2 separate regions of the Mus musculus genome follow, and region 1 is linked to region 2. A link is a contact called in public HiChIP or PLAC-seq data. All regions are on one chromosome and are shown on one strand. The core of a region is the stretch at or near the end of the contact, and the rest is flanking DNA. Distances in the headings are between cores, read along the strand shown. Region 1 holds the start of Zbtb10 (zinc finger and BTB domain containing 10). Region 2 has its middle 22 kb from the start of Gm41996.

Region 1 (6,981 bases), core at 4,441-6,940, 96 kb after region 2:
AAATAATATAGTATCTAATATTATATGTATACACGTATATTAGATATATGTATATAATGTATATTCTTGAGTGACGTTTTTAGATAAAAGGGTAATATCAATACATATGTGTGTGTATGAATATATGTTTATTTTTAGCATTTATCTTAAGGAAGCAGAACAGGAGCTTGGGGATGCAGCTCTTTTGGTTGGTAGAATGGGTGCTATTCCCAGCACCACAAAAATAAATATGTAAATAAAACATTACACAGTGTTGTTCTTGCAAGGGTGTCCATTAAAAAGCTGTTTAAATGATGACTGGGCCTGGTGGAACAAGTCTTGGGCTAGCACTTGGAAGGTATAGGCTGGAGGATCAGGACTTCATGGTCTTCCATGGCTAACCTGGGCTACTCGAGGCCCTACTTCAAAAAAAATAATAATAAAAATAAAAAGTTGTTTATAATGGGAAAATTGGCAAAAGTAAACAATAAAACAATGCCCTGGTTATGTCAACCATGCATATCCACATATGGTAAGTGACAAATGCCACAGGATAGCTAGTGATATTAAAATGCATGAATTGCTAAAAATGAGATAGGACCTGACTCACAAATATCAAAACTAGAGTGCTAAGCACAGATACACTATTTTCATGATATTGATTAATTCCGGGTACTGGAAATAGTGGGTAAGACTTTTCTTTTTTCCTACAACTATATTTGAACAATAAAGTTTAATTTTAATGTAGCAATTAAAAACAATGTACCTTATAATTTTAGAGATATAACATTGTTTGTGTATAAAGTTTAGCTTTGACAGGAAAGAATTACCCTAGCTGAAAATATCCTCTAGGGTCAGGCACACCTTTGAATGTTTGATCCTCCTGCCTCTGCCTCCTAAGGGGTAGGGTTATACAAATGAGCCACCTTATTTGACTCTAATTCAATTTTTTTGAAAGAATAACTTCTCTTTAGATAAGAAAGATAAAAGAATCAACAGAAAAGTTTATCAAGGAAGATTGTGAGGAAAGACATCATAAACTCTTTCTGAAAGTCTTATTCTTTGCTTGAGTTTGCGAGAGTAAAATGAGCCCCATCTTTCTGGGAGATGACCTGTACCATTTCTCAGAAGCAGATCAGACAAAGGGCTGAGCAGCAAAGGCCCTCCAAGACACTACAGGACAGTGTAGTCTGACCAAGGCTCAGCTGAGCCAGGTCTAGGTGTCACTTCCTATCAGTCCCCCAGGGACAGCATGAACCATCACCTCTAGAAGTTTACAAAATTTAAGTGAAATTAGGGGGCAGACAGCTTGGGATTGCCCCGTTCTTCAGGGGTTCCCTGGTAAGCATTGGGGGATTCCCTTAAATATGGCAGAACCCTAACACTAAGTATGGGGGCCACAGGGGAGGACAGGCCCCTGCTTGTTAGTTGGAGACTGGAAGGGGTGGGGGAATTCCTAAACACTCCATTTACAGAGAAGGAGAGCCCCTTGTTAGTCACAGTTCCCTTAGTACAGGGCATTTGGTGGTAGATATCTGTTTCTGATTCCTTCAAGGTTTCTGATTTCTTGTAGGTTTTAGAGGCAGACAACTGAAATAAACACACAGAGAGACACACATTCTCTCTCTTTTTCTCTCTCTCTCACACACACATACATAAACACACACACCTACTCCTCTCACCAATACTATTTGGCTATTAATTAGTTCAATGGTCATAGAATTTAATTTACATAAATCTAGTATTGCTATTTATTTTTTTCTTTTCAGGCTGGAGCTCCTGAATGCCAGGCTGGCCTCACACTTAATATAGCTAAGGATGAAGTCTGGTTCTCTTCCTCTCCTTTCCAAGTGATGGAGTCACAGGTCCATGCTAGCATGCCTGGTTTCTACAGTCCTGGGGATCTAACCAAGGAACGCTTTTATTTTTTTATGCTCCAGACTTTACTCTCCCTCCCCTCTAAGCCCACCCTGCATCCACCCTCTGACTGTTTCACATCCCACACCTCCTCTTCACCCCTGACTCCACAAGGATGTCCCCACCTCCCACCCAACCAGATCTCTAAACTCCCTGGAGCCTCCAGTCTCTTGAGGGTTAAGTGCATCTTCTCTGACTGAACCCAGACCTGGCAGTCCTCTGCTATATGTGTTGGGGCCTCAGATCAGCTGGTGTATGCTGCCAGGTTGGTGGTCCAGCATTTGAGAGATCTCAGGGTCCATGTTAATGTATCATTCACTCTTTGAGACAGTTTCTCTCTGTATAGCCCTGGCTGTCCTGAAACTCACTCTGTAGACCAGGTTGGCCTCGAACTCAGAAATCCGCCTGCCTCTGCCTCCCAAGTGCTAGGATTAAAGATGTGTGCCACCACACGGCTCCATCATTCATTCTTTAAAAGTTACTTTTATGTGTGTGTTGGGGGCGGGTTGTCTGTGGAGAACAGAAGAGGCAACTGGATCCCCTGGAGATGGGCTTCCTGGGAGTCCTGAGCCGCACAGTGGCTCCCCATCCTGAGTGTCACTCAATTAGCTCATGTTTAAAGATAATTTCAGAAAGAAGCCATGTGGAAATTATTTAAATATTTGTCCATTAATTCATTTTTTGAGACAAGATCTTGTGTGGCTTAGGCTGGTCTAAAGCCTATAGCAGAGGCTAGTTTGAAATGATCCTCCTGCCTCAGCTTCCTCATTTCAGGGATTACAGTAATGTGCTACCATACCTAACAACAGTGTAGACCTATAAAACATAAGGAAGGATGTGCGTGTGAGGAAAGGCATTTACTCATTGTGAATGCCAAGTAGAACTTGAACTGTTTTGGTTGACTCGATTGCTATAAAAATACATAGGAAGCAGATTCTAGCCTAACTTAATATAGTTCCTATTCTACATTAATTAGGGATTCAAGCTTGAGATGAGGTAAGTTTATTAGTTTTTGAATAAAGCAGATGATATGAATAAATACAGATGACATTTCTCAATCTTAATCTTATAATTGATTGATGTCAGTAACCACTTTTTTTTTTTTAAGGGAAAGAGGCTGGGGTGGTTAAAATATAATGTATTTATTTGCAAAATGCTTAGAGTCTTAAAAAAAAAAAACACATTGAAAACCAAGCATGTCATTGTCACACTTTTCCATACTACAGCAGCCACAGCAGGCAGGTTTTCCTTCTTCCTCCAAGGTGTATGGCACAGAACTGTCTGAAAAATCACCAACCAGAACTCACCAACTCACTCTGAGGGCCTTTATCCAAGTACAGGGCCTACGGCACCTGATGGCAGGTGGCAGTACGGGTAGATGATAGGAAGACACCCCAAGTCAAAGCTTTTGGTGGCATGGAAGTCCCCTCAGTCAGCTCACCGAAATTATGTTGTCATAGGTGACAAGTTTACACAAGTAAACTCAAACTCACTTTAGAATTCATCAATTTTATTTCATATACAAAACTTCATTACACCAGGTACCAAAATTAAGGCGAATTAAGTCAAAGTGGCTTTGAAAAATCTAAATCGACACAGCTCAACACTCGTCTTGGGCTTAGTTCAATCAGAAGTGTTAAGGAAACTGGGCATGGGGCTCTCACCTTTAATCCTAGCCTGGACTAAGGCAGGATTGCTGTGAATTACAGGTAGCCTCATCTATACAGTGCTTTCTAGGACAACCAGGGACATAGAGTGAGACCTGTATAAACAAATCAAAAGTTCCATTGAGGTAAGTTGGGCATGGTGACAGACCCAGGCTGGAGAGTTCAAGGCCAGCAGGCTACATAATAATGCTGTCTCAAAAAAAAGTGTTAGCAAATATTAATTTATAACACTGAGAAAATGTGCTTTAAAAACTTGTGTGCATGGGCATTGTTCCTGCAGGTATGTCTGTCTGTGCACCATGTGTGCCTGGTACCTGAGCAAATCCCCTGTTGCTGCTATTACAGGCTCTGAGCCTCCATACACTTACACAGGCAGTCGCCATACACAGGCTCTGGGAACTTAACTCTTGAGTCCTCAGACACAACAGCCATCAATCTGAATTTTAAAACTTGAAAGATGAGAGACCACCATTTATCAACTGCTCTCTTCACTCCACTCCCACCCCAAAAGGGAAACTCCAGGTGGGTGGATGTCTGTGGGTTCAAAGCCACTCTTGCCTAGTGAGTTCCAGGACAGCTAGGGCTACATAGTCTTAAAAAAAAAAAAAGAAAGAAAGAAAGAAAGAAAGAAAGAAAGAAAGAAAGAAAGAAAGAAAGAAAGAAAGAAAGAAAATTAGCCGGGTGTGGTGGCACACGCCTTTAATCCCAGCACTTGGGAGGCAGAGGCAGGTGGATTTCTGAGTTCGAGGCCAGCCTGGTCTACAGAGTGAGTTCCAAGACAGCCAGGGCTACACAGAGAAACCCTGACTCGAAAAACAAAAACAAAACAAAACAAAACAAAAAATTAAGAAAGGCAGGGGGAAAAAAAACAGGAAAGAAAGCCTGAAATAGGCTCAAACATACGAATTTTTAAATTAAGCTTGTGCAACATGGTGGTTCACACCTGTAATACCAGAACTCGAGATACTGAGGCAGGATCTTTGTGTGTATCCCTGGCTGACCTAAAATGTAGACTAGGCTGGCCTTGACCCTGTTTCAAAAATCGCTCCCAATAAATAACAGATAAATCGACCTCACTTTGTGAATTAATGAGTGTAAACGTGCTAATGTTTTCCAAATAGAGCATAGTTAATGGGGAGGGTGAGTTTAAGGGTTCTTAATTGGCAAGGCCTCTTTCTGAAAAACAAAAACAAAAAAGTAAACTAATATAACTTAGGGAGGTTCATTTCCAGCTTAGACCGATGTAATCACTCTAAATTCCATACGCGATGCCAAGAGCTTTTCTCAAAATCCTAAAAATTAATTCTCATCTACACACCCTGTCTTCGGAGCTGCACTCCCTTCGCGGCCGCACGCGGCGCCCGCAGCAGCTGACTCCTCCCCGTTCATGGGGAAAACCCTGCCTAATATTTATAACGCTATGACATACTGTAATACTCACAAGGTGGTTGTAGAAGTATAAACACGACTGGAGATATCTGATTGGCTGCTGGTGATGTAACACCCATGTCAATACTTCCCACTGAACGCACGTGTTCGACCTTTTATTTAAATTTCCATTTCATCACAGCAATAAGACACTCGGGGCGGTGCATTTTCTGCGAAACGATCGTCGCCCGGGGCCAGAGGTGCTGCCCGGCGTACACAAGGAGCCCAAGGAGGTGTCCTCGCGAGGGAGGCACCGCCTGGTCCAGTCTTTTGTGCAGGAACAAAATAAGTTCACTTCCTCGGGCACGGCCACCCACCCCTCCCCCGGCAGATGACAGGGCCGGGCGCGCTCCCACCGCACTTACTCCTGGAGTCCCAGGTGAAGTCGTGGCGAGAGCCGGGGACCGTGCGCACGGGCGCGCCGCGGCGAGCCGGCCCCTGACACCCGCCAGCTGTTTGTCCTGGCCGAGCCGGCCCCGCCCCGAGACCCCAGCCCGTGCCCCGCCCGCTTCCTTCCCGTGGCCGCACCCCCGCCCGCGGGCCCGAGCGGCCGGCCCCTTTCCCGGTCCCCGGGCGCCCCCGGCCCAGCCCAGCCCGGCCCAGCCCGCCCCCTCCCCCGGCCGGCCCCCACCCTCTCCCCCTCCAGCGGTTACTGCTACCCCGGTGCATTGTGGGCGCACGGTCCGTTGTTCATTTGCCATTCGACCTCCGCCAGGGCCTGGTCGGACGGAAACGCTCCGCCGGCTTTATTGTCGGCTCGCTATGTGGCGGAGCCTGGCGGCTTAGCGCGCCTCTCGCGTCCGCGCCTCGGCAGCCGGCGGCGGCGACACGACTCCCCCCGAGGACGGAGATCTGTTGGCGGGCCGGTGTGTGCGCGCAGCGCTGAAGCGGGGCAGCGGAGGGGCAACCGCACTCCTCCTCAACTTCGAAGGCCGCACGCGCCCGGCTCGCCGCTCCGCTGCCCGCCCACCGCTCCGCGCGGGACGCTGCCCGGAGCGCGGCGGGGCGCGGGTGGAGAGGACGCGGCTGGGACGGCGGCGGCAGTAGACGCGTGCGGCGGCCCGGGAGCGAGCGCGAGCCGGCGGGAGGGTGAGGCCGGGCCGGCGGGAGCGCAGCGCAGAGCGGCGCAGCGCAGCGCCGGGGGCGGGGGCGGGGGCGAAGCGTTGGGGGAGCCGCGGCGAGCGCGCGGGACGCGGCCGGAGCCCGGGCGCGAGCCGAGGCACCGGGCGGCGGCGGCGGCGGCGGTGACCGCGGCGCGCGCCATGTCGTTCAGTGAGATGAACCGCAGGACGCTGGCGTTCCGAGGAGGCGGGTTGGTCACCGGCGGCGGCGGCCCCACGAACAATAACGCTGGCGGGGAGGCCTCTTCTTGGCCTCCGCAGCCGCAACCGCGACTGCCCGCGCCGCCCGCGCCGCAGCAGCCGAATGGGCGCGGGGCCGACGAGGAAATGGAATTGGAGGGCCTGGAGCCCCAGGACTCGGAGGCCGCCGCCGGCGCGGCCGCCGCCGAGGACGTCAAGGAGTTGCTGCTGCTCCCTCAGGACACGGGCGGCCCCTCCTTGCTGGGCGGCGGCGCGGGGGGCCCCCTGCTAGCGGAAAGGAACCGTCGGACTCTGGCCTTCCGCGGGGGAGGCGGCGGGGGTCTCGGCAACAATGGCAGCAGCCGCGGCCGCCCGGAGACCTCGGCGTGGCCCCTCAGGCATTTCAATGGGCGAGGGCCGGCGGCCGTGGATCCGGAGCTGGACGCGCTGGAGGGGAAGGAGTGGATGCAGGACGGGGCGTCCCTGAGCTACAGCACCGAGGAGGAGGGGGCGAGCCCGGGCGATGGCAGTGGGGCGGAAGGCGGCAGCTGCAGCAGCAGCAGGCGGTCGGGCGGCGATGGTGGGGACGAAGCGGAGGGCAGCGGTGTGGGAGCTGGCGAAGGAGAGACTGTCCAGCACTTCCCGCTCGCGAGGCCCAAGTCCCTCTTGCAGAAGCTCCAGTGCTCCTT
Region 2 (6,964 bases), core at 3,745-6,244:
CAGCAACCACATGGTGGCTCACAACCATCCGTAATGAGATCTGACTCCTTCTTCTGGTATGTCTGAAGACAGCTACAGTGTACTTACATATAATAGTAAATAAATAAGTCTTTAAAAATGATTTAAAAAAAAAGAAAGAAAACTCCACACCTGTCTCTGTCTCTCTGTCTGTCTGTCTGTCTGTCTGTCTGTCTGTCTGTCTGTCTCCCCCCCTTCTCTACCTGCTGCCTATGGATCAGAATATAATTCAACTGCTCCAGTGCCATGCCTGCCTGTGTGCTACCATGCTTCCCACCACAATCACCTAATTAAATGCTCTCTTTTGTAAGAGTTACCTTGGTCTCTTCACAATAGAATAAGATGCTTTTCCTCTCTAAGGAAGCATCACAAATGATTTATTACGTTGACCAGTTGATGACCATTTCCATTGTTTTCAAGTTGGGCTTTTTACATACGGATAAATATGAACTAATGAGCTAACATGAGCAAAGCATTTGTGCACACAACTCTACACAGGGCTGACTCATCTCGCCAGCGGTTTGCAGTCATGTCATAACTATATTTTACTTCTTAGGAAACTCCAAAAACTAAACACCCCTGCCCAACCATCCAATCAATAAATTCAGTATCTATAGCCATCAGGGAAATGCAGACCACATGGAGATGCCACATCATTCCAGTCACAATGGATACCATCAAGTAAACAGACAACTTCAAATGTTCAAAAGGATGTGTGGAAAGGGGGTCCTCATAAGCCTACGTCAAGAATGGGAAGAATGCAGCCACAAAGGAAATCAGGATGGGGGTTCCTTAAGAACCTCAACATAGAGCTGCCACACCATCTTTCTGTACCACTCCTGCATTGTAGGTTAGCGGTTAGCAGCATGGTTTGTATCAGCCAAGATGGCGTCAGGTTTGATTCCCATCAATAAAAGAGTAGATAAGGGAAATGTGGCATAAATTCACATTAGCGTTTGGTTCAGCCATAAAGAGCAGTGGTGCCACTGAGAAGGCTCAGCAGGTACAGGGGCTTTCTGCTAAGCCTGACACCCCGAGTTTGATCCTGGAATTCACGCAGTAGGAGACAGAGAACCTGGTCTCACATTGTCCTCTGACTTCCATGTGTGTGTCATGGCATGAATACATAAATGTAACAATAAATGTGAACAGTAAGATTATGCCCAAGGGGTTTGCAACCCCATGGGAAGAACAACAATATCAACCAACCAGACTCACCCCACCCCCAGATCTCCCAGGGACTAAACCACCACCAGAGTACACATGGAGGGACCCATGGCTCCAGCCACATATGTAGTAGAGGATGGCATTGTCTGGCATCAATGGGAGGAGAAGCCCTTGGTCTGTGAAAGCTCGATGCCCCAGTGTAGGGGAACTGAGGTGGGGTGGAAGGAGTGGTGGTTGGATCAGGAACACCCTCATAGAGGCAGAGGGGGATAGGATAGGGGGTTTCCGGGATGGGGACAGGAAAGGGGATAATATCTGAAATGTAAAAAAAGAAAATATCCAATAAAAAATTAAACAAAAAAGATTATGTTCATTGTTGTTGTTGGTTTGTTTGTTTATTTTTTTGAGAAATAGGTGGAACCAGAGATTGTGTTTCACAATATAAGGCAGACACAGGAAGACAAATAAATACTGCAGGTTTTATTTCATATCTGTGACAAAAAATACAAGAGGTGCTTGAAACCAGGTGGGACCAAAGGGAAATGGAATCTAGAGGGGCTAATGGAGAGGAAGCAAGAAAGAACAACTATCACATGTTTTCTCTCAGGAGGGGCAGAGTGAAGATGAGAAAGCCACCATGATAAATGTGCATAAAATGTTATTATTGTGCCTATTATGTTGCATGCTAACTAAAGAATTAATTTCAAGAAAAGAGAGAGTTGGGCAAGGTGGTGGACAGCTTTAATCCCAGCACCTCGAGGCAGAGGCAGGAGGATCTGTGTGAGGATGAGGCCAGCCTGACCTATACAACAGCCAGGACTATGTAAAGAGACAGTGTTTCAAATAAATATGCAAATTAATAATGATGATGATGATGATAGAGAAAGAGTAGGGGAGATGGAGGGGGAAGGGGAGGAGGAGGGAGAGGGATGAAAGAGAGGGGAAGGGACTGGGAGAGGTAGAAGGAGGGATGGGAAGGGGAGGGGAGAGGAGGAAAGGGGAGGAGGGAATGGGGAGAGGGAGGAACAGGGAGCGGGAGAGGGATGGACTGAGAAGGGGAGATGTAATGGGGAGGGAGAGGGAAGGAGCAGGGACACAGGGAGAACCTACCTGTTTTCCCCAATGGCTTCTTTGCACTCTTGGTGTGAGACAGCACAGCTGGGGTCACTTGTGGTTCCCTTGTTTCCTTTTCTTGCTCCTTCTCACTGTGGGCAGACCTGTAGGTGTCAGGGGCTCTCACTTTCACTTTCCTATGACTAAAAGCAGGCTGCTTTCTCAAGTCCCCTCAGCCCCTGCATCTTCTCTGGTGAAACATCATCTCGAATCTCTTGCTGCTTTATGGTGATATGATTTTATTTTAAAAAGATTTGTTTTAAATTGTGTGTTTGTGTGTGTGTCTGTGTGGGGAGGGGCAGGATATCCCCAAGTCCAGGGACCCCCCGGGGGTCTGGATGCACATGGAGCTGGAGTCGCAGGCTGCTGGGAACTGAACCCTGGTCCTCTGTGAGAGTGCTGCATGCTTTAATCATTGAGCAGACTCTCTCCTGCCCAAGAAAACTCTTTATATATTGTTAACACACGTCCTTCAATAGATGATTGCACTCTAAGTATGTTCTTCAGTTCCTAAATTGCTTTTGGTTTTCTTAGTGTCCTGAAGAGCACACATTTAAAATGCCTTGAGAAAGTCCAAATCAATGGGGTTTTTCTCTCTTATTATTCAAACTCCTAAGAAACTGTGGCTTTCACACACTTATAAAGATATTTATTCTCTTATAAAGCACTGCATATTTGTTTATTTAATTTGTCTCCATTCACTTTCACAAAGTTATAAAGTAGTACAAGGTGCTGGAGAGCATTGGAATAAAACCAACTGACTCATCCGGGATGCTGGCACTCTCCTGCCAGCCCAGCAGTGGGAGGTGAAGCAAGCCCTCTCCCCCCTCTCCCCCCCCTCCTCTCCCTTCCCCTCCTCCTCACTCCCCCTCTCTCATCCCTCCCCACTCTCTCCCTCCCCTCCCCCTCTTTCCCTCTCTCCCTTCCTCATTTTGGTTCTTAGACAAGATCTCATATGTAGCTAAAGCCAGCCTCAAACTTCTCGGTACTGGGATTTTAGGTGTGAGCTACCATGCCCACCTTTGCTGGTGAGTTTCCTATGAGACCATATGATAAACACACTGGTGATAGAAATGCACACACTAGTGATAGAAACACTGGTGATAGAAACACTGGTGATAGAAACACTGGTGATAAACATGCTGGTGAGAGAGACACTGGTGAGAGAGACACTGGTGAGAGAGAGAACAAAGGCGCACACAAAAGGCCCTGATTGACCCATCACAGCAGCTCTCTGCCTGTTCTCAGGCTCATCAGTGAACTAGTGAACATACTGTCCCTGAGCTAGACCTGCGCACACAGAAGACCTTCACCCTCGATGCCATTGTCACGCCTAGCCAGCAGCACATGCGAGCCCTAGTCAGATGCTGGAAGCATCCCTGTGGGTACTCCTTGCTGTTATAGGAGCATTCCTCATATCTCAATAAGCCCCATGCTTTACTGCTGGCGGTATACATTCCTAACAAAAGGTTGGGGGTGTTTATAGTTTGTTGGAGCTATGTGTCAACAGATTCCTTCCAAACTTCTAAGAAGAGCATTACCTCAAATTATTTTTACCACAAAAAGACCATCTTTAAAAAATGGTCTTCTGGTTGCTGCTGTTTCTGTTTCAAACGGTCAAGTGTAGAAGAGTTTGGTGAGTTTGCAGCTCCTGCTTGCCTGGACTCTTCTCATTCTGGGCCATGCCAACCACGGTCTGGTCCCACCGTGGGACTCAGGACAAATGGACTTACCTGGCACTCTCCTTTTTCAGTCAAGAAGGTTTTGAAATTTATAGCTTAGATGCTCTCAGCCTAGATAGCAACATACCTGCATCTCCCATATTATTTGTATGTCATTTTTAATGTTGTTAGTTTTTCAGGCTTAGATTCCTGGGTCAAATATTTAATAAGTGATCTGGGCTCAAAGGCTGGTTTAATAAGACATTTAAATTGGCCACTGAAAAAGGTGGTTCTGGATCCTTGTGAAAATTGCTAAGCTACAAGCTCAAAAGCCTCTTTATGTCTTCTGAGGTGACTTCCCCAAAGAATGTAAACACAGAAGACTGACTTTGAGGTCAGGAGGTTTCAATGATAAAGGGACTTTTGCTGTCTGATCCCTAAGCTGCATTGCTTGGTGCGGCTTCTCTGCTGAGACATCCTGAGAGTATCAGATGACTCACTCAGGCCTGACTGATTTAACCACACACAGCTCACACAGATCGGCTCCTGCTGTATACTCAGTCGGATGCTTGGATGCCTGCCTGCTCCTGAATTACTTTTTTTCTCTCTCTCCATGCTTGCCCAGGGTATGACATTTTTTCCCCCAGAGACAGGACAACCGGTACTTGGCATAAAAGAAGAATTCCACTTTCCGATGACACAGGGACATGGATATCTCTGGGTGTCAACAAGCAAGTCTTTCTATTTCTCCCTCTCCCATTTCAACAGATCTCATAGTTTCTAAGCATGGGCACGGCACGTAAAGGGTCTGTGCCAATCCATGTTGCCCTTGGTGAGGTAAAGCCTACTTCTACTGGCTTGTTCTGGAGTATAGTGGGTTATGCCCTGGAAAAGGCTGTCACTTCTCTGAGCTGAGATCAAACCCAGGGCCTCACAGGCTCTAAGCCAGCGCTCCACCTCTGAGCTCTGCTCACAGTTCAGTTACCTAGTTTAACTCGATTGTCTCCTACTTCCTGTAATCTGCTCTCTGCTGCAGAAGAGGTGGAAAGAAGAAAAGTGAAACAGAAAGTAAGAGGTGGTGGTGTGGAAAGGGATGCGGGAGGCAGTACTGAAGGCCAGGTACAGTACAGGAGGGTGAAAGGGTCCCGAGCTCCGGCCTTCATGCCCACCCCAAACCCCTCCCAACCATTTTAAGCACAGTGCACAGGCCTGCGCTTATCGATATACAGCCTGAAGCTGTTGTTCTCCATCGGAACTGTTTAAATGTCATCTAGAAGGTTCTGAAGCTGCCTAGTGTAGTACCACGCCCTAACTTTAGTCAGGATGGCTTAATGGGTGAAATGCAGATGGGGCAGCATCTTTACAAACACTTCACCAGGGTCAAGTCCTAGGGGAGCTTCAGGGGTCCTTAAAAGTGGGGACCCCCACTTTGCATCTTCTCCTTGGGAGGCTGGGAAAGTCCTAAAGGCTGTTCAGCAAAGACGAAATCCCCACTTCTGTTTTGTGAAAAGGAAAGAGGAGCTGGGGGTGGTCGCCCTGGGAAGCCCCTAGCTCACAGAATTCTCCTAACCTCTCCACAGTTGCTGCCACTGGGGGCCTCCCAATGGGTGGGAACACTGCTTCTCCTGGCTCCTCAAAGCCTTTCAGGACCTTTGGAGATTTTACAATGGACCTTTTCTCAAGCGAGATTTCAGAGAAGCTGTCCCGTGATTTTCTGATTTGGCATGGATTGAGACCTGTCTGTCCAGCAGTGCGAGGCTTCTGTGGGGTTTGTAGTGCATTTCTTCAGCATAATCATAGTATGGTTTACAAGTGTCATGGGTGCAGACAGAATGCAATCCGCTTTAACACTGCGTTTGCACTGTCAAGGTCTTGGGGCAGTTAGAACCTTTCTAGCAGAGTGCTCTCCTGAAAGCAGGGACATTCAAAAACGCATAGTTGAGTGCACTCTACAGACTGCAAATCACTCTTGAGAGACACAATGTTAATATGGTATAGTTTAGATAAGTTTTTCGATCTAGAACTGATCCCCGTTGAGAAGTGACTCACCTGGGGCTGGGATATAGCTCAGTGATAGACCTGACCTGTAACTGTGTGTGGGCCCTGGGTCCCATTGCTAGAACTCAAAATGAGTGAATAAGTGAATGAATGAATGAATGAATGAATGAATGGAGGAGTGGGGGAAGAAGAATAGATCAACTTTATTTTTTCATTTTAGAAATGTATAGAGAAAATGATGCACGTCTTTAATCCCAGCATTCAGGCGGCAGATGGATCTTTGAGTTCAAGGCCAGTCTGATTCACAGAGTGAATTCTAGGACAGCCAAGGCTACACAGGGAAACCCTACCTTGAACAAAATAAAAACTAAATAAATAAAAAAACAAAAAAACAAAAAACAAAAGTCCCACTGGGTGGTGGCGGCCCATGCCTTTAGTCACAGCACTCAGGGTCTCTGTGAGTTTAGGGCCAGTGTCTACAGATCTTGTTAGGAGTAGCGCTTCACACAGTCACAAAAGCCTACATTGTCTCAGACCCTCGGTGTGTTTAGTGTGTTCTGTTCAAAACAAAACAAAAATCAAACCAATATAGCACCAGCTGTGTGTGTGCTGCTGCATACCATTCTGGAACTGAGACGGGAGGAACAGCACCTGCTTTTAGTTTAACAGTTTTGTGTGTCACTACATTGTGTGTGTGTGTGTGTGTGTGTGCGCGCGCGCGGCACGCGCACACGCGCACATGTGTGACCATAGGCAGTGGCAATCAAGTGAGCATAAACTGTCATTGTAGAATTCAAGGTCTAAGTCCTGTCATTCTTGGATATGAGGTATAAAGGTCAAGCCTATCAGAGTGAAGAGGGCCTTCAGAGGGGAGCTACTCTGCTGGGGTGATCCTGAACACTGGGGTGCTAAAGCTTTAGCATCAGCTACCACAATTAGTTCTTTTCAGGTGGCTGTTAACCATGGAGCATCCCCAAGCCCGCTGGTTACTGGCCACAGGGATCTGT

The links. HiChIP or PLAC-seq counts read pairs in DNA pulled down with a chosen protein or histone mark.
Region 1: a BATF HiChIP or PLAC-seq map of CD8 T cells shows a contact between it and region 2, with 30 read pairs. The contact joins the promoter of Zbtb10 here to the enhancer-like site in region 2. A contact is called at or near these places in 2 of 15 datasets of contacts at CTCF or cohesin (CD8 T cells and the NIH/3T3 cell line), 16 of 484 Hi-C or Micro-C datasets (B cells, CD4 T cells, the HL-1 cell line and 11 more), 12 of 115 datasets of contacts at active chromatin or transcription factors (CD8 T cells, bone marrow-derived macrophages, embryonic stem cells and 6 more) and 1 of 9 other capture datasets (adipose tissue).

What each region holds. Positions count from the first base shown.
Region 1 is chr3:9,244,877-9,251,857 of GRCm38.p6, forward strand. Zbtb10 (zinc finger and BTB domain containing 10) reads left to right here and starts at 5,691. Exons shown (of 6, transcript NM_177660.3): 1 at 5,691-6,981. The coding sequence starts at 6,254.
Region 2 is chr3:9,149,392-9,156,355 of GRCm38.p6, forward strand. No RefSeq gene overlaps it. Among named protein-coding and RNA genes, the nearest start is that of Gm41996, 22 kb to the right of the region's middle. Within about 2 kb of position 4,995, at least 158 of the 459 cell types and tissues checked have an H3K27ac peak or open chromatin away from gene starts, as enhancers often do. A contact at or near this core is called in B cells, CD8 T cells, the HL-1 cell line and 12 more, where this site is marked.